Regions from separate parts of the Gossypium hirsutum genome. Here region 1 is linked to region 2. The links are chromatin contacts, called in public Hi-C maps. All regions are on one chromosome and are shown on one strand. Each heading gives the region's core, a stretch centred on a gene start, on an enhancer-like site or on the middle of the called end of the contact. The rest is flanking DNA. Distances are from core to core; before and after follow the strand shown. Region 1 holds the start of LOC107953965 (protein PTST, chloroplastic). Region 2 holds the start of LOC121219364 (senescence-associated protein AAF, chlorolplastic).

The links. Hi-C and Micro-C count contacts between places; a contact is called where the count stands out from the background.
Region 1: a contact with region 2 is called in a Hi-C map of leaf, with 2.4 times the contacts expected there. The contact joins the promoter of LOC107953965 here to the promoter of LOC121219364 in region 2. A contact is called at or near these places in 2 of 34 Hi-C or Micro-C datasets (leaf and petal).

Annotation. Positions count from the first base shown.
Region 1 is chrD07:10,330,061-10,335,047 of Gossypium_hirsutum_v2.1, forward strand. LOC107953965 (protein PTST, chloroplastic) reads right to left here and starts at 3,701. Exons shown (of 8, transcript XM_016889416.2): 1 at 3,614-3,701; 2 at 2,303-2,336; 3 at 1,862-2,171; 4 at 1,575-1,664; 5 at 1,045-1,113; 6 at 20-125. The coding sequence starts at 2,322.
Region 2 is chrD07:10,181,192-10,186,718 of Gossypium_hirsutum_v2.1, forward strand. It overlaps LOC121219364 (senescence-associated protein AAF, chlorolplastic), which reads right to left and starts at 1,297. Exons shown (of 13, transcript XM_041097408.1): 1 at 1,119-1,297; 2 at 5-364. The coding sequence starts at 282.

The DNA of each region.
Region 1 (4,987 bases), core at 2,451-4,950, 150 kb after region 2:
CTCAGAAGGGAACCATTACCTTCTAAGCGGGTATGAAGATGAGACTGAATGTATCTCCCATTGATTTTTCTAGAACCTTGTGGAATGCCAGCTTTAGATATTTCTTCTGCTAGCAAGACTAATGCCTGTAAATGAAAAACAATGTGCAAATCTAATAACAGAAGCTTTAACTTTAAAAGGGTTTTGGCCAAGATATATGCTTAGATGACTTAACCAGTTGGAACAATTGACAAAACAATCACAGGCATAATGAATGAGCAATTTTGCGGTAAAAGCATCATGGAGGGTCTTGTACTAGGAATCAGATTGTATTTTACCCCCTTTACACAAAAAAGGGCAAATTAATCCCTGTATATTAGATCAAAGAGTATATTGGTTATTTCTACTAGTACCTCATCTTGATGTACAAAAATCAGTTTTTAACGGTAGAAATGGATGACATTTTTAACAAAAGGACATGCTTTTTAATCTAACGTACAATGACTAATTTACCCATTCTTTGAGCAGAGAGGCAAAATACAATCGGACTCCTAGTACAAGAACCTTCATGGTAGTTTTACTGCAATTTTGCATACATAAAACTCAAAGATTTTGGTGTAACTATGACAGAGCCAAGGGCAATTGCTCTCCCATATTATGAAAGGAGTGGTATACTAAAAAACTGCTCAATCTAAAGCATCATCATTCCGGCAAAGGGAAAAGTTTTGCATGAAGAATTTTGTAAAGTACCGATTTTCAAAGTATATGAAAAACATTTTGGCCTCACCAGCACCAGTGACAATAGCTCTTCCAAAGTCTAAGCCTCGACACGAATTTCTAAAACTAAAAATCTAAAAGCATATACAGACAAGAAATTTTCCAAGCTTGGAACAGAAGAATTTACCCTTACAATTTGATTGATCACTAGTACCTCATACATGGCATTGATGAAAAGTGTCAACATTTTCTTTCAATAAGATTGCATTAACAATCCACAATATAAGAAAAAGGAAAAGAGCATATATATAGAATGAAAAAACAAAAGTAACTGAAGTGAATATTAACCTGAATTTCTAGTTCCATGACAGCAAGTTCACTTTTGAAGTTGACTAATGCCTCCTCTTTCATATATAACTGTAGACAGCATAGACAAGTCACTTTGTGATGTGAAGGCATTTTGTTTTGGCTCGGGTTTAATGCCAGTAGGTTTACACTGTTAACAATTTTCACTGTAAAAGCGATATCACGTAAGTCATGAAATTTCTTGGCTTGTTTCGTTGTTTAGAGATATAAAAACCTTGATTGTAGAATATGATCAAACTCTATTCATGAAGTGTTTTGGGCATCAATTTGTCTTTTACCAAAATTCTTCAGAACATTATTGCTGAACTTGGTGCTTCCTATTTACATTTAAATGAACAGAACTCTCTTCAAGCCAGTAATACAAAAGTTTTTAACATTAAAAGAGAGAAAATTTCCGTTGGGAGAACAAATAAGCAATATCCCTATTTCATGGCTGGCCAACCTTTTCTTCCTCAGTGTGATGCCAAATCTAAGCTAAGACCTTAACTCAATATATACATACATGTACAAACCTGTCGTTTTAGGAAGCGGTTTTGCTGGTTAGCTTCACTTAGTTTTTTGGTGAGCTTTGCCCTCTCAGAGTCAGCCAGTAGGGATTTCAGCTGTTGCACAATGGCATATACACATTAAATTAAACATTTCAGTGAAAATATATATACAATTACATTCAAACAAGTTATGATGCACAAGGCTCCTTTTGGTTGATGATTTTACCATTTGCCTTTTGTTTTCTATTCATTTTTAAAATTTCTTTTTTAGCAAAAAAAAAGTGTATTTACAAATAATTATGCAAGTTTACCTCTTCACTGCTTAGTGGTTTAGCAAGAAGCTGCTCTGGTGAATCTTCGGAAGTACGCTCATCTTCAGTAAAAGGATCTTCTGACTGTAGAGATGAGGATTCCTCCAAACCAGCATGGATGGCAAATGTCTTACAGACAATAGGGCTCCTATGTTGCTTTCTACTAGAATCTATACTCAAATAAGCCAACCTTTGATTACTCATCACTAGTTTCCGGACACTCAAAGTACATGGAAATCTGTGGGTATTTTCCCAGTCTAATACTCTGAGGTTTAATGGAAACCATGACACTTGCTTGTCAGGGCAACACCTGACAAAATCACAAGGAAATGTAAGCATGATAATGAGAAGCGAGCATAACAAGAACCATTTATAATTAGCAAAGTAAAATTCAGACAAAACTTCATTGTCACATCTAATATAATAATCACGAAAGCCTACCTTGTAGTAGCAATCTCCATTCCAAGGAATTTTCCTAAGAGAAAGTGACCAAAGACAAAGCTTAGAAGTAGAAATTTATCAGAGAAAGTAAAATAAAAATTGTTACCACAAGTAAAGAAGCCTTTTTGTTCACAAATGCATCTCTAAATAAAGCATCAAAAAAATGAAAACTCGGGACAGATCGACAGTTCCAAAAGGGCAGAGCTATATTCATACTTGCTTCCCCGGCTATATAACATAAGACACCATAACAGAGTGCTAAATGCTAATAACAGTACCGTTTCTTCTGTGCCATAATTCTATTAGTGACAATCACCACACCTCAAAACATTTACACATGAAAGTGGATTGAATCATTAATCAGAGAATATTATAATGCTACTAACAAGTATTGGGTGCAGTGGTAAGACACATTGCATTCAAGGGGAGGCGCAGGTTCAAATCTTGGAGAAGACATTATCGGGAGGGGCAGCCACGAACCCCAAACATGGACTGTAAAACGGACATGAAGAATACCCAAAAAAGAGAATATTATAATGCTACAGACTTCTCAAGGAATTAATGCAACTCGACCTTTAAGTTTTGCGCTTGTTGCTAAAAGAAAACCAAATGGAGGAACTGATGTATCTAACATAAATCAAAATTACCCTACAGGACACTCTAGCCACAACTATGCCAATGCTTCCCTTCAAGTTTTTTAAATTATAAGTTAATTTAATGGTAAAAATACACTTCGGCCCTCCAAAGATTAAAAAATTTCAGTTTAATCCCTTTAAAATTCTAAAATAACAAGGATATACAGAGATAAAATTGTACTTTGACCTCTTTAAGATTTTATAATTTAATTGAGCCCCCTCCCCCAAAGATAAAGTTCGCTTTGTCCCTGCGTAAAACTAAAATGAAGTCCAAGACCCAATTCTCATTACTTGTAAACCTATCTTCTTGGATTAAAATCAGACGATATTTGCAGTTCAAAGGAATTAACAAAAAGACATAAATATATCATTTTTATAGCAATTTTTACATAAATCTTGGCATCTAACAGCACTTAAAGCATCAAATAAGTATAATCCTACCAAATTGATATCCTACCCATTAATCTATATCTTTCAAACCCTAATTTTCTTCAAAGAACAATGAAAAAGAAACAGCTTCCAAATTTCAATCCTCCCCACGTTGGCATTTAATCAAACACATTGAAAACAATTAATCCAGTAATTATAAAAAAATTAAGAACTAAAATTTAAGTTGATTGTAAGCATTTACATAAATAAAATGTTAAAATTAACAAAAATAAAAAAGAGAACTTACAGAGATTCGGAGTTAGCTCTGAGACGGAGAGCTTTTTGTTGGACGAGTATTTATGAATGTTCAGCTTTAAAAGTGTTAACGCTTCTTTACTTGACATCTGGCATACAAAAAGTTGAATACGTGCGATGTTGCACGTGTGAATCAAAATCTTACACGCGCCGAATCTAGTGAAAATTGAATATGCGAATGATATTAAATTAAGTTGTTATTATGTTTGTTAAACATCACTTAATTAGTTAGTAAACTCAGTTAATTAGTTTATTTTTTAATATTTGAGAAAAAGTTTTATTTTTTTGAGATAGATTTAATTAAATGATGTAATATTAATTTAAAATATGATATTTTTTAAGAAATGTTACATGCTTATTGAACCTTATAATTTAAAAATTCGAATATTTGCATTTACCATATTCTCAACCCAGTCAACATAACTATATTCCACTAAGTACATTGTACTATCTTTAATAAATCAAATGCCAAGATCAAAGGTAGTATGCACGTGTCTAATAATTCGTTTGACTACCTTGACATGATATTCCTTAGAATTGACCTAATATCTAACACAAATACCAACACTAAAGCCCAAATTGGGATGACTAACTTGGAGATAAAGTAGAGTGCCAATCATGCTTCTAAATGTGGTTGGGGAAGTGAGCACTCCCTGAGCATTTGTGTAGAACTGTTCATTAACAAATATTGGTGTATTGACTGGCTTAGAGTTACCAGGCCCAAACTTCTTATGTCATAACTTTAATTTTGATACAGTAGCTCTTTTGCAATTGATTGATTGCACCACCTTGTAATAGTTATCTAAAGTGGGAGCACCCTCTATGATCTTCTCATTAGTTTTAGTAGTAACAATACACTTGTCTTTTGTAAAATTAATAAACATACATTGACCACACAATTGACTGATGCTCACTAGATTGGCTTTGAGATCATTCACCAACAACACATTCTTCAAATGAGGCATGCCAGGAACATTCAAGGTCTTTTTATCAAGCATTTGACCTTTCTTCCCATCACCAAAAGTCACCCTTCCAACAGGAGAATCTTCAAAATTAGTGAGATAAGACTGATTACCTATCATGTGTTGAGAGCAGCCATTGACAAAATACCATACTTCAAAATCGTCCTGACCCCAATGAAATGCAGTATGACATGTAATAACAATACTAGAAACAATACAATAGGCATGATTTTAACATGCGATCAGTGGCAAAAATAGTAGGCATGAATTGTCATGCATCCAGTATTTTGTTGGATCGTCAGCACCCCTACGACGCAGCGAAAAAAATTAATAATTGGCGACCCTAACCACGGATCCATGTGTGAGGAACGAATCGGGGTGAAAAGGGTTACGAAATTACCTAA
Region 2 (5,527 bases), core at 47-2,546:
TTACCTAGATGCATCCGAGCAATCAGTTTCAGACTTTTGAGTTCTTGAGGACAAGCATATCAAGGAAGATCCTCGAGTGACACCGAAACCACCAGTTTTTTCATATATGTTTCCCAAACGTTCGTTTGGAAACCTCAACTTCGCCATCAAAAGACCTGTATTTCTCAGTCTCCGACGATCAAACCCTCGAGTTATAGGATAGATTTTACCACGATGGTTAATGTTACCAATAGTCTTAGTCACAACTGACCCATTTGGGACCTTGCTTGAAGTAAATGCCATGGAAGGGATCAACAATGAAAATAAGCCCACCACCAATGAAACACCCTTTGAACAGCTCAATGCTCTAGGCAAAACACAAAATCTAAATCAAGGCCACACAAAAATAATCTTTAAATAGTCTATTCAGCATTAGCTCAATTGACACCATTGGTATTGTAATAATCATGAAGATATAGATTCAAGGTGCTTAAATGCAAAGTACCATAAATGCACTTGTACTAGTACTCAGATTGCATTTTGTCTTCTCTACTAAAAACATGAACAAATTATTCCACGTTTGTTCAATCAAAGAGTAAACTAACCCTTCTGTTAAAACTTCCGTCCATTTCTATTGTTAAAAATTGTTCCATGCCAATACAAGATGCACATTATACGTCACGTTTCACTTTATGTTATTCCGTCAATCGTGTAAAAATTAATTTACTATTTGATCTAATTTGTCATTTTTTAAGTAGAAGGGACAAAATACAATATAACTATTAGGGCCTTTATGTTACTTGTACCGGGAATACTGTAATTTTACCATTTGGCAAATGTCCCAACAGCTCAAGACGAAGATTGAATGAAGCAATCAATAGATCAGAAACAATTAATTTTAATTCTCTAATAATTCGGTTCCAACTATTGTCATCAAGCAATAAAAACACACAAACACATAGAGAAGCCTACAAATTCACTGCAAAAATGAACTTTGTTTTACCAAAAAGGGTAGAAAATTATAAAACAATGAAAACCCACCAAGAAAAAAAGTATAAAACAGCCATAAATGGACTAAAATGAACTAAACATAAACAATCAAACCAAGAATACAAAGAAAAAAAAGGGTTAATACTGACCTGTTGAAAGCAAACTGATTTTCACAGGTTGAAACAAAGAGAGAGACGAGCGACGCACAAAAGTTGGGTTTAAATGTGCGAGAGAGATGAGCAAATGGGCAAGGGAATTGGGAAGTGAAATGGTAACCACAAGTAAAGCATGTGGCCCCAAAAGATCCAACGATTGCAGCTACTGTAAGATCTTAAAGGAAAAGGACAAATTGTTTATGGTCTTTTTCTGACAATTATTATAGCCTTAGCCAGATGTTATGGATATTGGGTTGCTGGAGCTGCCATTATTAATTTTTTCAATTTTTAACACTGCTTTTTTTTGGGTCAAATTATTTAGCTTTGTTGGTCCAAATGAGAGCATGTTTATCCACTGTGGATAAAACACTGTTTCTCTGGCCACCGTTTTTTTTTTCTTCTTCTTATCCTTCTTCTGCACTATTTTTTTTTCCGATTAAAATGTGTTTTTTGTAATTTGGTAGTGGCAAATTTAAAATCCAGTTCATCTTTACCTAGATTTTTTTTCATCCTATCCCCTCTAACTAAAGTATTATCTTGTAAGCAGAAAATTTTGAAGTAGATACTCCTACTATTAAAAATCGAGATAAATAGATTGTTTAATTTTTTTAATGGTTTGTATTTAATACATTATAACTAGACTTAAATAAGCATTTACTTTTTAATTTGAGTAAATTATACTTGTAGTCACCTAACTACTAGAAAGTTTATTTTTTCATCACTCAACTATTTGATTATTTCTTTTTTGGTCATCAACTGTTCAATTACTAACGAAAGGATAACTTGGTAGTTTTTAAAATTGACATAATTAGAATTTTAACCTTCAATATTTATACATGTGTCACTTTAGTATTGATTCTTAAAAGTTTAATTCAATAATTATACATTATATAATTTGATCTTTTTTTTGTAATTTTGTTTTTATTTGTAACATTGAGAGTTAATTTTAAAAAGTTTGATTCACAATTATGGTTTCCACACATGCCATTAGCATATCTTAGAATTGCACCTGATGAGATTTGAGAAAGGATAACTCATCATTTTTACTGAGTTGTAGAATTGATTAGCTTTAGAATTTGTTATTTCAACTAACCAACTTTGTCCTCTTTATCACCAACTTATGTATAAATCTGCTACCTTTGCTATTGAACAAAACAGACTGCTTAATTGAAATTGAAGCTATCTCCTTTGGTTTTGTTGTATTATTCTTATTATACTTGGTTTCTAACATGGTATCAGAGCCATGTTTCTTTTCCGTTGTTGCAACTATCTTTATGGAAATAGATCTGTCACCTTCTAATATTGTGAATCCTCTTACTCAAAGTTCTACCATTGTTGATCTAAACTCACCGGAGAGTAAAACTTTTTCCACCAAACGCATTAATATTGTTATTGATGACACAAACTATTTACTTTGGAAGCAACAAGTTCTTTTAACACTGAAAAATCATAAGCTTCAACGCTATATTGATTGTTCATATCTTTCGCCAACTCAATATCTCACCAACGATGACGGGACCACATCAGAGAATCCAGAATTTGAGTTGTATGAACAACAAGACAACACTTTTGGCCTCTTGGTTATTATCATCAGTTAGAGCTGGTATTCTTCCTCACCTGATTGGCTACGATTCTGCCCGTGATATATGGAATGTTCTTGATTAGTTGTTCAACAGCAAATCTATAGCTAAGTTGATGCACTACTGCCTGTTGCTCCATTCTCAACGAAATGAGAACTACCCATGAAGTATTTTTTTATGAATATAAATATGGTCAGTGACAACCTAGCTAGTTGTGGTGAAACAATCTCTAAAAGAGAGCATATTACGACCATCATTAATGGCCTTTTTCCTAAGTACGATTCTGTGGTCACTGTGATAACTGTTTCTCTTCAAACACCTTGCGACCTACATACTATCACAATGATTCTCCTCGATGCAAAAACTCGACGACTAGCTCTACTGACCGAAGTTAGTGCTTCTGCTAATATTGCTACAATTCTGTCTCCTCCGCCTTTTCAACCTTTTGAAGACTCTCATGACCTACCTCAATATCGTCCACCTTCTAATGTGTCTTTCTGGGGACGGGGTAGAACTCGCTTTGGTTTATCACGACCACAATGCCAACTATGTGGAAAGTTTGGTCATCTAGCAGACCGTTGCTACTTTCGATTTGACATGACCTACAAAACACCTTCTCCCAAGCCTTTCCCTATTGTACCAACACCATTTTTTGGACAACCTCAGGTTCATAACAGTGTTTATAGTGGACCTCCCATTCAAGGGTCATCTAATTTTGGCCATCACAATCTAGGCTTTAGTTATCCCTATTCAATCAACTTAACAATTAGACCTAACAACCCTAGCCCATATGCTATAAGTCCCACATTTGGCCCACAACTGTTTGGCCCTTTCGCTCTGTCTCACCTTAACTTTCAAGGAAATCACACAATTACCGTCAATTCTGTTACCGGTAGCTCCATCGATGCTTTATCTAATACTTTAATATGCCTCGCCACTCCAGCTGTAGTTGGCGATAATGCCTGATACCCTGGCTCTTGGGCAACAAATCACTTGACTTTTGATGTTGCTTAGCTTGACCATAGTGTTTCGTGTAAAGGCTCAGGTAAAATTATTCTTGGTAATGGTTCCCCTGTTTCTATTATGCGAATTAGACAATCATCCTTCTTCACTAATCCCAGACGATTACACTTGCTTGGCTTATTGCATGTTCCTGTTATTACTAAAAATTTACTCTCTATGTCAAAGTTTGCTAAGGACTACAACGTTGTGTTCGAGTTTTATCCCAAGCAATGTCATATTCGTGATCTAGTAACTCAATAAATTCTGTTTCACGGTCTAAGTGGGGCGGTCTCTATCGATTATGTTTACCTACTACTAGGCAACCTATTTCTTCTTCAATTTCTAGTGTCTTTTGTAATAGTGCTACTATTAGTGTCCCACAACATGTATGGCATCAATGATTGGGTCATCCGTCATCTGATATCTTAATCAATACCTTGAGTCATTGTAACGTTCCTTCCATCAAGAATAAATAGGACACCCTTTGCACTGCATGTCAACTTGCCATATCCCATTGACTTCTATTTACTGTTTCCCTTACATTTAGGGGTGAGCAAAACTCGATTCGATTCGAAAAAATCAAAAAAAAAATCGAATTTCGAGTTAAACGAATCGAGTTATTCGAGTTAATCGAGTTATTCGAATCAACTCGAATATTTTTTTCGAATTTCGAGTTCGAATCGAGTTGAGTTTTCGAATTCGAATAATTCGAATATCAAACTATAATATTTTACATTTTTACCACAAACTCCCAAACCTTTTTACTTTTCCCTCAAAACTTTTACTCCTTCCTACTCTACCCCCAAAACTTTTACTCCTCTCCCCTCCCAACCCCCAAATCTACCCAAAATCTATTTCCCACCAAAATTTTACTCTCCCATTTATTTTTTCTCAAAATTTTACTCCCAAAAACCCTCAAAACCTTTTATTTTCCCCCAAAATTTTTACTCCCTCCCACTTTTCCCCTAAAACTTTTATTTCATTCCCATCCCACCTTCCATCTATCCCAAACCCTCCCCCTCCAATTTTTTTTTAATATTTTCCTTCCAAAATTTTACTTCACCCTATTTACTTTCCCTCAAACTTTTATTCCCCAAAACTTTTTATTTTTCCCCAAAACTTTTACTTTTCACCCTTTACTCTCAAATAAAAAAATCAAAATTATCCAAAAAAAATCACTAAACATAAATAGTAATAATTTTATTTATATCTACTATTTATATTATTAAATTAAATTTCACATTTTATATTATTTATATTATTGAATTATTTAGTCATATTGAATATTTATATTAAAATTGAATTATTAATTATGCCATAAAATATTCGTGTTAAAATTTTATATTGGTATCAATTTCACATTTTATTTTTAAAATAACTTTTATTAAAAAATCATATTTTTACATTTAATATATTTTTTAATTCTAAAATACATAGTGACAAAAATCTGAAGATGATTGAAACAACTAAGCAAGCAAAGAAGCTAACCAATATATAAAAAATTAATAAATAAATTATGAAGTGATGAAAGTTAATAAAAAATTTGATTAAGGTGGACAAATTTTATTACGATGGGTGACAATGGTTACAAGGACCCAAAATTATTTTTTAAAATTTAACTCGAACAAATATATTCGATTCGATTCGATTCGATTTGAATTTCATCTCACTCGATTCGATTCGAGAAAACTTCAAATAAAGTTAGGATGATAAAATGAGATTCGAAAACTCGATTAACTCGAAAATTTTTTATTCGATTCGATTCGATTTGATCGAATGCTTACCCTACTTACATTTTATTCTACTCTGTTAGAACTTGTG